3 separate regions of the Mus musculus genome follow, and regions 1 and 2 are each linked to region 3. Evidence: chromatin contacts called from public capture Hi-C and promoter capture Hi-C data. All regions are on one chromosome and are shown on one strand. Each heading gives the region's core, a stretch centred on a gene start, on an enhancer-like site or on the middle of the called end of the contact. The rest is flanking DNA. Distances are from core to core; before and after follow the strand shown.

Region 1 (3,304 bases), core at 669-3,168, 380 kb before region 3:
CTAAACTCGAATTTCTGATGCACTTTATGGACACAGCCTGAAGGCAGTTTGGCTTTTGTTTGTTTTGAGACAGGCATGGTTTTCCGTAGCCCAAGCTGGTCTCGCTTAGTATCCGGACTGCCCTTAAACTGACACATTTGCTCTACTTCCGAACTGCATGAGCACACTCAGCTCCGGGCAATTCCCTATCATTTCCGGGGTTTGGGATAAAGCTCAGAGGTCTGCAGCACTATAAGCAGCTGCTATATCAATGAGATACATTCCAATTTGTTGTTTGGCTTTTTTTTTTTTTTTTTTTTTTTTTTTGAGACAGGATCTAAATATGTAGCCGTAGTTAGCCTTGAACTTGGGGGCAGTCTTATTGCTTCAGCCTTTCAAGTCCCTGTGCAATATTTTTTAAATGGGCCTACATTTTGCACACATATCAAGTGAAGTTAGGTGTGGAATTTTCCACTTGCGGCCTCACGTGGACACTCAAATGCTTCAGATTTTCAAGCATTTCAGATTGGGGAATTTGACACTATACAGCTACAGTTTTAATCTATCACAGTGCCAGACAATGCTAAGGTTTCCCTGCGCCTGGCCTCATTTACCTCCTATTATAATCCCATGTATTGCCTATTGCTCAAAAGAGGAAACTGGGGGCCACTGAGGCCACAGAACCCACCCAAGGGGAAGCCACTGGTAAACACAGGGGATGTGAATCAAGACTGGTCTGGATCCAAAGCCCATTTCCTTAATCCTGACCCATGCCACTGGGTCTCAATACTGTGTCCTGCTGCGGTTGACAGAAACCCACAGGGTACAGAAAGAAACACACATCAGTTCTCGTAACCTCAAGACTAGGACAGGAGGCAACTCCTAAGGCCACATTCTCAGTTTTAGAGAAACTAAGTCATTTGCCTGAGGACGTGTTCAGTTGACACCCATCTTCTCATCTGGTCTCAGTTCCCCCAGGTGTAAAATAAGGACATCCTTTTATAACTGCATGGCCACGACCCCCGCCCCAAAATCTGTGCTATTTCCTTTCTCTCAGCTAGACATCTAGACTCGCTGCTCAAGGGTTCCTGGAACCTCACTCACCACGTACTTGGAGGGAGGGTCTTTGACAACATTGGCGCTGGTCACCTCAAAGAGCAGCCTCTGTGGAACTAGGGTGTTCCGAGACTTTTTCCAGAAATCCTGCAGCTGGCGGGCCAGGAGTTGACTGCTCCGTTGTCCATCAGGTGGGGGACTTCGTTCTGCACAAGCACATGACCCGTCATTATGGGGGTGGCTAGCTCCAGAGTTAACGTAAACAAAATGCCATGACCTCATTCACAGAAGCGAGATGTGCTTCACCCCAGCGCCTGGCTTACAGTGGATGCTAAACCTCCACCCGAAGCAGCTAGCACACACGTTTGTTTCCCTGGTCCTGTGCATTTAATATCTACAAAAAACCCGAGATGGTGTGATTCCCATAGTGTTGTGAGTCAAGGTCACACAGCCAAACCGTGTCTGGAAGAGCTTATAGTGTCAATAGTTTCAGAGAGAAAACTCAGGATGCCCTCGGACCGCGTCCAGCGGGGAGGCCTAACCGAGCCCCGGGGTTCCTGTCTGTCCTCCCGCACTCGCCTGCGTCTTCTCCCGATGCCCCGTCTCCTGAGGGCGGCGAGTCGAGGCCCGCCTCGTCGTCCTCGTCTTCGTCGTCAGGGTCATCCTCCGCACTAGTGAAGCTGAGGGTGCCACTGAGGCGGGAGGACAGGCCCTCGGCGTCATCGTCCTCCAGCTCTGAGCTCTCAGGGAACTGCTCGGCCTCTGGGCCCGCCGCCGCCTCCCCGGGGCCATCGCTGGCCAGGGCGTGTCGCAGCCGGTGTAGGAGCCGCGAGGCCATGGCACCCAGGGGGGAGCGCGCCACGCTGGGTCCAGGGCTGAAGAGGGAGGGGACCCCCGCCCGGAGAGGGACCCGGGGGCGTGTCAGGGGCGTGGCACAAGAGGCCACGCCCACGGGCCGCGGCCGCTGGGGACGTGCGGGAGGCCGGCCTCTGCCCTGTTCCTCCCGCAGGCCGGGACGCGCCTCCACCCACCGCGTCCCAAGTGCGTTCGGGGCGGGCTCCCGGGATTTGGTGCAGCAGCCTGGCGGATTTAAGAGGCTCTCCGCCCAGGCAGCTCACGGCGCCGCCTCGCTGCTTCCTGCCGCCGCTCCGCCTCCGCCCCGCCAGCTCCCTCTCCCGGAGCTGTTAGAATCCCAAGCCGCTGCCTGCGGGAGGGACGCGGAGGGCAGCCGGGCGGGCCAAGGCTTCCCCCGAAACCCAGCCGGATCGTGGTGGCCGCGCCCCCTCTTGGACTCGCCCACCCCTCCTGGTCTCCTGAGGCCGCCCCAAGCTTTACCCCTAATCTCCATACAGTGCCATGTAACTTTACAGTGTAATTTCGCGGCATTTGGGAGCTCGGCTCTCCCTTGAGTGAAGCTTGAAATCCGGTTTCGTCCAGCCTAGGTTTTCTCATATGAAACAAGAATACTAATACTCATACTAAATTTTCACTCATACTAAATTTTCAGCTCTTGTAAAAACCCCAGTCCGGTGCCTGTGTGAGAAACCTAGCCCTTCCCAGTTTCGTTTGAACTTAACCTGGGGGAAGTAGTCAAAGAGGAAAACATCCAGAGAGGCTGTTACTTGTTCAAGGTTGCCCAGTTTGTCAGAGATCTCTAGCGTGGGAGCTCTTGAACTGATTTATTTTCCCACGCGTGCGGGGTTGCTTGGGTAATCTCTATAACTCTCTTGGAGAACTGCAGTTTATCTTTTACTGCAGGGTAGCAGTAGTCAGGAAAATGATTGCTGATCCCTGTCCCAAGGCTTACATGTCAGACCTAGCAGGCAGATTTGGCTAGTTAGACAATAAAACAAGTTATCTCAAAGGCCAGGTGTGGTGCTCCTGTGGCTCATGCCATTAATCCTAGCCCTGGCTCTCGGGAGGCAAAGGTAGGAGGATCATTGTGAGTTCAAGAACAGCCTGGTTTACTGTTGAGGTCCAGAACTAAATAGAGACCCTGCCTCAAAATTATCTCAGACAGTATCAAAATTAAGTATCTCCTATCCCCTTTTAGGGCGTGGGAGAGGGATGGAGGATATGAACGGAAAGACCTTCCTGGCCTTTACTGAACAGAAGGGTCTCAGATTTTAGCACTCATGGCGTCTTGTAAGTATTTCATACACTGTCACATGTCAGTCTCAGAGGATGAAGTTACAGTAATGATTATTTTTCTAAACGATTTATTTATTTCATATATGTGGTTATACTGTCGCTGTCTTCAGACACAGCA
Region 2 (3,594 bases), core at 941-3,440, 340 kb before region 3:
GGTAGGGGATGAAAGGTTTAACAACTGTGGCGTTCTCCAGAGCTCCTCTTAGCACTACCTCAGAGAGGTAAGCTGTCTGTGAAAGAATTCGGATTCAGTTACGGGTGATAAAATAACTCTTCTCGGGTCACAAGAAGCAGGTAGTGTAACGTATATGAATTTTGTGTTAGGAAAGATCTAGATTCCAACCTGATGTGATATGATCGTTAACGTTGGATAGGGCCTGGTGTGATAACATAACCCCAACACCGAGGAAGGAAGTAGCTGTGGTGTAGAGCTGTCTCAAAGCCAAAGGCTAAGAACATTGGCTGTGGGACTGGATCGCTTACCGCTATTCTCCTGCATACTAATTGCACGGTCATTCGTCCACAGTTTCAAGTATTCCAGCCTGGACCATGTAACTAAGGATCTGCCTCCACCTCCACAATGCCGGTTCACAGGCATGCCACAGTCCACGTTTGGTTTATGTCGTGTTGGAAATTGACCCCAGAGTCGTCATATGGTTGATACTAGGGCTGGATTATTTTATGCAAAGCACTTAAAACTTTGGTATAAGTAACTCCTTAAATTATTCTAATATAATAGTAATTTCCAGCAACCGTCACTTAAGGACTTTTTCCTCTGAAATATTATTGTATGTATTAAAATACTGCATATAAAACACATATTAGATAATCAACAATGCCAGTTTTGTTCCATGTTCCAACGTCCACTTTTATTTTTTTAGGTTTACTTATGTGTATGAGTGTTTTGCTGGTATGCATGTATGTATGTACATCATTTATGTACCTGGTATCCGCAGAGGTCAGAATAGGGTATTGGATCCTTTGGAAATAAAGTTATGGATAATTGTAAATTTCCCTGTGGGTGCTGGGAACTGAACCCTGGTCCTCTACAAGAGCAACACATGCTCCATGACTGCTGGGCCATCTTTCTAGCCCCAACATCCACCTTTTAACAAGGCACTTCCTTGCTTTAAACAATGGTGGCTTTTTTGTTTTTGTTTTCCCTTAGGCAAGACCCTCCTCTGTAGCTCTAGGCTGAGCTTCAATTTAGGCCCAAGCTGACAGTGTAATCTACCTGTCTCTCTCTGCCTTCCCAAGACTGGAATGGCAAGCAGACACTACCATGCCTGGCTTTGGATATATGAAGATAGTCTTTTGTTGTTACGTTTTTACCTGTACTCTGCCCTTAACCTTACTGGGCTCAGCGGTGTCACTGGACACTATTAGATATCACAGCCAATGGAGGACATGTGCTATACAAATAAAAAGAAGCAGGGGAGAAGGTGACAGAGGAGACATGAAAGACCGAGTCATCGCAGCTGCCCTCTCTAATTTTGATGACTATCTTTCATTTTGTCTAAGAGTGGCATATGTGGTCCACAGGGACCAAGCTGCAACCCTTTTGTTTTCTCATATTGATGCTGAAACACTCCGATGCTCCTCTTCCCGGAGTTGGACATGGTGTCAGGCTTAAGTTACATCATTAGCTCGGCTATTTTCTTCTTAAGTTGTCTTTCCAGTTCCTCCCTGTCGAGGACTAGGTGCAGAGGCCCCTCTCCAGCCCATGGACGGAACAAGGAACACTGAGCTTTTGTTCCCATCAGGGTCATTCTTGGCAAAGCCAGCAATGGACTGGCGCCAGGGCTCTGGGGGGCTGAGGCCAGGTTTCCACGTAAGCTGTGGTTAAATGTTCCAGACCTTGAGACATGAAATGCTTTGCTTACTGTACCAGAATATACCTTGCAAAAGAGGAGCTAGTGCTCCCTGTAATTCTGCTGTAACTACCTGTAACCTACTGGTTTGTATTCTGCTTCTCCATCCGAGGCTATGTAAAGAGTGGTGACATTAATAAACTTGCTGGCTTGAGTCATCGGCCATTGACCCTTCACACCCCCAGCTTTGGACTGTTTATTTTTCTTATCTCTGGTCCTTTCTCTCAGAATCCCAGTGTGGACCCAGCAAGAACCACTGGTCTGGTTCACCCTCTGTCATTTTGACTGCAACTGAGTCCTTCCAAAGCCCTTTTGGTCTCTCTTTGACCTTTAACCCAGAGGCTACCTCTCCATTTTTCTAGCTTCCCACGGGACCTCATCACTTGACTAAGAGTGTTAGGTATATCCCACGGCAGCATTTGGTCCCTCCCATCACATGTGCTCTTTGGTAGTGCCAGGAAATTTCCCACACGCCAGCAGCCAATCACTGTTCTCATTGTCAGGAGAAGCTGTTCTTAGGGGATAATTGCTTCAGAGAAACCACTGGGATTAGATTGACAGGAGCTACTTAGTCCTTCCTTCTGCTGCTACCTCTCCCCTGAACTGAGCTCCTGACTCTCATAGCCAGCAGGACGTTAAGACACCTCTTCCTCATGAAGGCACTTCTTGCTCTTGGGTTCCTGGCATCTTGGGTAGCTGCAGGAGAGCACGGTGAGCTATCATTGGGGGGGTCCTTGGCTAAAAACTAATAGAAAAGTTAACCAGGGGAGTGGAGAACTCCCCTCTAAAGTTCCTCATTTGTGGAGCTGATCGTCTCTGTAGGAAAAACTGGGTGGAAAGTGAGGACCAGTTGTCTTGCAACAAGGAACTAAGACTTACAAGTTATCTTCTAGGGCAGGACCATGCAATAGTCCCCTTTTCTCTGTCTGTCTTTCTCTGCAGCACGCATGGTTTATTTGTCTTTTAGTAGTGGTAGTGGTAGTAGTGTGCTGGTATCTGTGTGGCAGGAAGAGATGGAGGTTGCAGAGATAGTCTACATAGGGATGCATGGAGATACTGAGTTCCTTGAGTACAGTTGACTCTCATTCCCTAATTGTTTTTTTTTTAAAGATTTGTTCATGTATATGTCTCTCTCTGTGTATAGTGTGTGTGTGTGTGTGTGTGTGTGTGTGTGTGTGTGTGTGTGTGTGTGTGTTCAGAGGCCAGAAGAGGGAGTGGGGTCCCCTTGAGCTGGGGCTACAGATGGTTGTGAGATGCCAGAGATTGGTGCTGGGCACCACATTTGTGTTCTCTGGAAGAACATCAAATAGTTTTGATGTTAACAGCTGAGTCATTTCTTCAGCCTCCAATTCCCATTTTTTTGAGGCCTACCCAATTATCTGAATTTCTAAGAAATCTCTTTCAGCTAAAGAAGAACAGTGTCCTACTGATCAGGACCCATGCAAAGATTTGTGCCAGAGCAGTAGGTCATGTCCTGCTGGGCAGAAGTGTACAGGCTGTGGTAGAGCCTGCTAAGCAGACCTCCCTAAGGGTACATAGTCATGATGGGCAGGATCCCAGTGGGTTCCTTGGCCCCATCTCTCAGATGGAGAGAACCAGAGAGTTTTTCAGCTGCTAGATCATCTCCAGACCCCTGGCTGTGTGGGTTGCCTCTTTCTCCCTCTGAGGTCTCTAACCATTCCTTTTCCCAACTCTTTGTCTTGTCATTGATGGCCCATATTGTTTGCTGTGGACTGTAGTATGCTTGTAGCCTGGGAAGGTGGGTGGGTGAGACACTCAGCAGGCGAAGGTGCTTGCCTACCTGATCAAAAACCTGAAGACCTGGGTTCCACCCCCAGAAGCCACGCAAAGGTGGAGAGAGAGAACTGTCCTCTGAG
Region 3 (3,526 bases), core at 1,002-3,501:
TTGTGGAAATAGTAATTAAGCTTTCAACTCATAAGGGGAAACAGCCTTTGCCAGCTCCAGGTCCGGAGCACAACCTCAATTCGAGCAGGCACATGCACCGGTGAAAATGTGACCAAGGCTCCAAACTGCATTACCAGGATTGGGGTGGGGGGGAGGCGGCGGATCTGAGTCTTTCTGATGCCCAAACAACACCCTTGGCTTAATGCTACGGGGGTTTTCTTTTCTTTGAGTGTAGCACGGGTCAGCTCTCTGGGGTCTGTTGCTTATCAGTCCGAGAGTTTGACAAATGAGGATGGGTTCTCTCAAAGCCTGCGCAATTAAAAGGAGCACATGAAAAAGAGTCTGTGGTGAGTCTTTATTTGGGAAATGAGCAAGTTGGGCCCTGAAGAGAGCTGGGAACTCCAAGGCTGTCCTTTTGAGTCCTTTTACCTTTACGGCAGGACCAAGTCTCGGCCTTTCATCACTCCAGGAAGGGACAGAGGAGGGCAAGAGTCGGGCGCGTCCTTGGAAGCCCAGGCAGGCCAGGCAGGCGGCGGTCAGGACCGCTCCGCCTCTTGGGGCTCTCCTCTGGGAAGTGTCTCGTGTAGGATTCCAGAGCATTCCGGCTGCCCGGAGTGTCGCCGCCCGACTCCAGCTGTAGCCCAATTCCGGCCCGCAGCTCGCGCCTGCAGCTCCCAGAGCAGCAGGAAAAAGGGGCGCCGTGCTTGCTGGGGCCCGAGTGTTGAGAGGAAGGGGGAGAACGCTCCTGCCAGTGGGAGGGGTCGCAGCCCGCGCTCCCCCTCCCCACCCTCCCGCTCCAGGTTAAATGCAGCTGCCGCTTGGGCTCGCCCTGGCTGTCTGGCATTCCCCACTTAGGGCAACCTGCCCACGCCGCCGCCGTTACCTGGTCCAACTCCCCAGGAGGCTGGGCCCGTCGCTCTGTAGCCGCACCTCTGAGCTGTCCGGCAGGCTCAGGTGAGTCAAAGGGCCCGGGGGCAACGAGGGGTCTGCAGGGAAGCCAGCGTAAAACCCGTAGGGGGACAAGTCTTAACAGCCTACGTGTCCACGTCTAACCTGCAGTACCTTTTCCGATCCCCCTCTGGCAAGGCCAACAAAATGCAGGTCCTCCTTCCCTAATCTCCCTCCACGCCTGGCACCTTCCCAAAGTGTCCTTTCCGGATTAGCTCTTGAACTCAGACCTCTTTGGAGCGCACTTTCCTTGGGAATGCACTTTCCCTATCCTAAGGGCGTCCGAGAAATTTCCTCTTCAATGCAAGGATCCTTATCAGGAGACCTGGGCTCACTCTAATGGGCCACTACTTCAAAGCAAGCCTTTGAACGATGATGACTCTCTTTGCCCTCCCTAGACCGCCCCCCCCCCCCCCGTGGAACAGCGGATTTGGAAAGCTGAAATTGAGAGGGCAGCTGTTTTGACTTTCTAAGAGTCCTGAGGTGCAAGCGACATCAAGTGCGTGTTGACTTAAGCCAAGAGGAGCTTAAGGGAGCCCTTAGTCAAGAGCCAACCCTGAGTTTCAAAGGCCCGGTGGAGCTATACTCAGATGTTTGCCCTGGGGTGCTGGCTCCGCTCTGGCCCACTCTAGAAAAGGCTTGCCTTTCCTCCTACCTCCACCATCAAGCCACTGGCACATCTAGCTAGCTTGTCACCTTACCACCACAGACCCTGCCAGAAGGATTTTTGTTCTTCTACCCTCGCTGGAAAGCCAGAAGGGAGAAGAATCTCGGATAGGAAGCTGGTCTGGAGTCAGAGCCACGCACCGGCCTTGCTCAGAATGGGCTCATTCAAGGAACTGGGGGGTTGAGGGAGGGGCAGCCGTGGGTTAAGGGGCGATGGCCTGCTCTGCCAAGAAACCACAGAAAAATGGATAGAGCAGGCTCAGTGTGCCGTGTGGGGGTGGGGTGGGGAACGGAAGAAAGGCTTAGTGATTCTTAGGTGCAAGGGAACCAGGCTTCTCTGGAGGAAGAGACAGGGGTGGGGTGTAGGGGGGTGAGAGCTAGGTTTAGTTCTGTGCCTGGAGCCCAGCTGGGTAGTCTTATTGGGCAGCACATTTTCCATCCGTACAGTGTGTGTGTTCCCTTAGTGGTTCTCAAGGGACCTAGTTAGGCTACACAGGAAGGAGAGGGCTCACCTGTTGTCTCCCTGGGGTCCATGGCTGCTCATCGAGGCCCAGGCCGCTCTCTTGCTGCCCTCTGGGCACATCTACCGCCACTGACTTCGATACCGTTCACACATCTAAGCCCCGATCCGATCCTCACACTGGATTTATCCTGTCCAAGCCTTATCTTCAAGGTCCCGGGACTCCCAGCGGCCTGTTTGCTCTGGGCAGGGACACCTGCTGGGCAGATGTAGGCTTCCCACGGCAGTAGAAGCCAGACCCAGCAGGCGCCCCCTGGCGGCCTCTCCTAAGAGCAGGCGAGAAACAGACACCGAGGCGTGTCTTGTGCAGGACTCCACTCTCTGGCCTACCACTAAGAACCCAGACCCCAAGAGCTGCTCTTTGGCGTGTGGCACGGGTTTGGGGGAATATGGGGAATGATTTCTGTCCGCAGAAGAAGAGAGTGTGGAGCACCTTAGCTGACTCACACACCAGATAGACAGGACTCTATCTCGGCCGCAGCCACTTTCCTGCTATAAGGCGTTGGGTAGCAGCATTTAATTTCTTAAAGCCTATTTCTGAATAGGGAGAACCGAACCAAAACAGCCTTAAATGTCGGAACTACAAAGAGGGTCAATGCCACAACGGAAAAGCACATTTAGCACTATATCTGGTATTTAGGAAGGGGTTCTTTCGGGGACTGGCAAGATGGCTCAGTGGGTAAAGGTGCTTGCTGTCGGGACTGACCACCGGAGTTCAGTCCTGTTTAATTCTGGGACACACACAGAGGAAGGAGAAAACGGACTTCAGCGAATTGCCCCCTGACCTCCACACGTGTGTGCCATAGTGTGTGAGCACACACCATATACATGTATATATATGTAACACACACACACATATATGGTGTGTATGCTATATAATATATATGATGTGTATGATCTGTAATATATATCATATATATGGTGTGTGTGTATATATATATATACACACATATGTATATAATTTTTTAATACAAGCGTTTATCTCCTTTTGAGTTTTATGTATTTTTATCTACTTCTTATTAACTTAGTGCCCTGTAGTTCTGTAAAATGCCATTTTTTACAAAGGCTCCTCTGTGAGTTTCAGCAATCCCAGTGTGGTGACATCAAAAAATTATCATGAGCCTTTTTGTTTTGTTTTGAGAAAGAATCTCACTATGTAGCCCTGGGTGGCCTGGAACTCACTATGAAGAACAGACTGGTCCTCAAACTCCCAGAGATCTGCCTGCCTTTGCCTCCCGAGTGTGCAGCTATGCCTGGCAAAACATTTTGAACATACGCAAAGCCAGAGTGTTCATCCCCTGCAATAAAAGCACCGTCAAAACTGTTGCTTTGCGACCTTCTTTTCTAGCTGCAGGCTGTGACACTGTGGTTCGTCATCCTTCCAAGCACCAT

Evidence for each region. Promoter capture Hi-C pulls out the DNA fragments that hold promoters and counts their contacts. Capture Hi-C pulls out chosen DNA fragments and counts their contacts.
Region 1: a promoter capture Hi-C map of cranial neural crest shows a contact between it and region 3. The contact joins the promoter of Snx21 here to the promoter of Rbpjl in region 3. A contact is called at or near these places in 9 of 39 promoter capture datasets (the 3T3-L1 cell line, 3T3-L1-derived adipocytes, cranial neural crest and 4 more), 2 of 484 Hi-C or Micro-C datasets (palatal mesenchyme and pro-B cells), 1 of 115 datasets of contacts at active chromatin or transcription factors (large pre-B cells) and 1 of 9 other capture datasets (pancreatic islet).
Region 2: a contact with region 3 is called in a capture Hi-C map of embryonic stem cells, with 2.7 times the contacts expected there. The contact joins the promoter of Wfdc3 here to the promoter of Rbpjl in region 3. A contact is called at or near these places in 6 of 39 promoter capture datasets (the C10 cell line, embryonic stem cells, hippocampal neurons and 3 more), 2 of 15 datasets of contacts at CTCF or cohesin (large pre-B cells and pro-B cells), 11 of 484 Hi-C or Micro-C datasets (the G1E-ER4 cell line, cardiomyocytes, cerebellum and 6 more), 2 of 115 datasets of contacts at active chromatin or transcription factors (pancreatic cancer cells and stem cell-derived neural progenitor cells) and 2 of 9 other capture datasets (embryonic stem cells and macrophages).

The regions. Positions count from the first base shown.
Region 1 is chr2:164,784,635-164,787,938 of GRCm38.p6, reverse strand. It overlaps Snx21 (sorting nexin family member 21), which reads right to left and starts at 1,918. Exons shown (of 3, transcript NM_133924.3): 1 at 1,615-1,918; 2 at 1,084-1,241. The coding sequence starts at 1,873.
Region 2 is chr2:164,741,863-164,745,456 of GRCm38.p6, reverse strand. It overlaps Wfdc3 (WAP four-disulfide core domain 3), which reads left to right and starts at 2,190. Exons shown (of 4, transcript NM_027961.1): 1 at 2,190-2,428. The coding sequence starts at 2,371.
Region 3 is chr2:164,401,919-164,405,444 of GRCm38.p6, reverse strand. Rbpjl (recombination signal binding protein for immunoglobulin kappa J region-like) reads right to left here and starts at 2,251. Exons shown (of 12, transcript NM_009036.1): 1 at 2,127-2,251; 2 at 884-986. The coding sequence starts at 2,148. Matn4 (matrilin 4) reads left to right here and starts at 627. Exons shown (of 11, transcript NM_013592.4): 1 at 627-954; 2 at 3,483-3,526. The coding sequence starts at 3,525.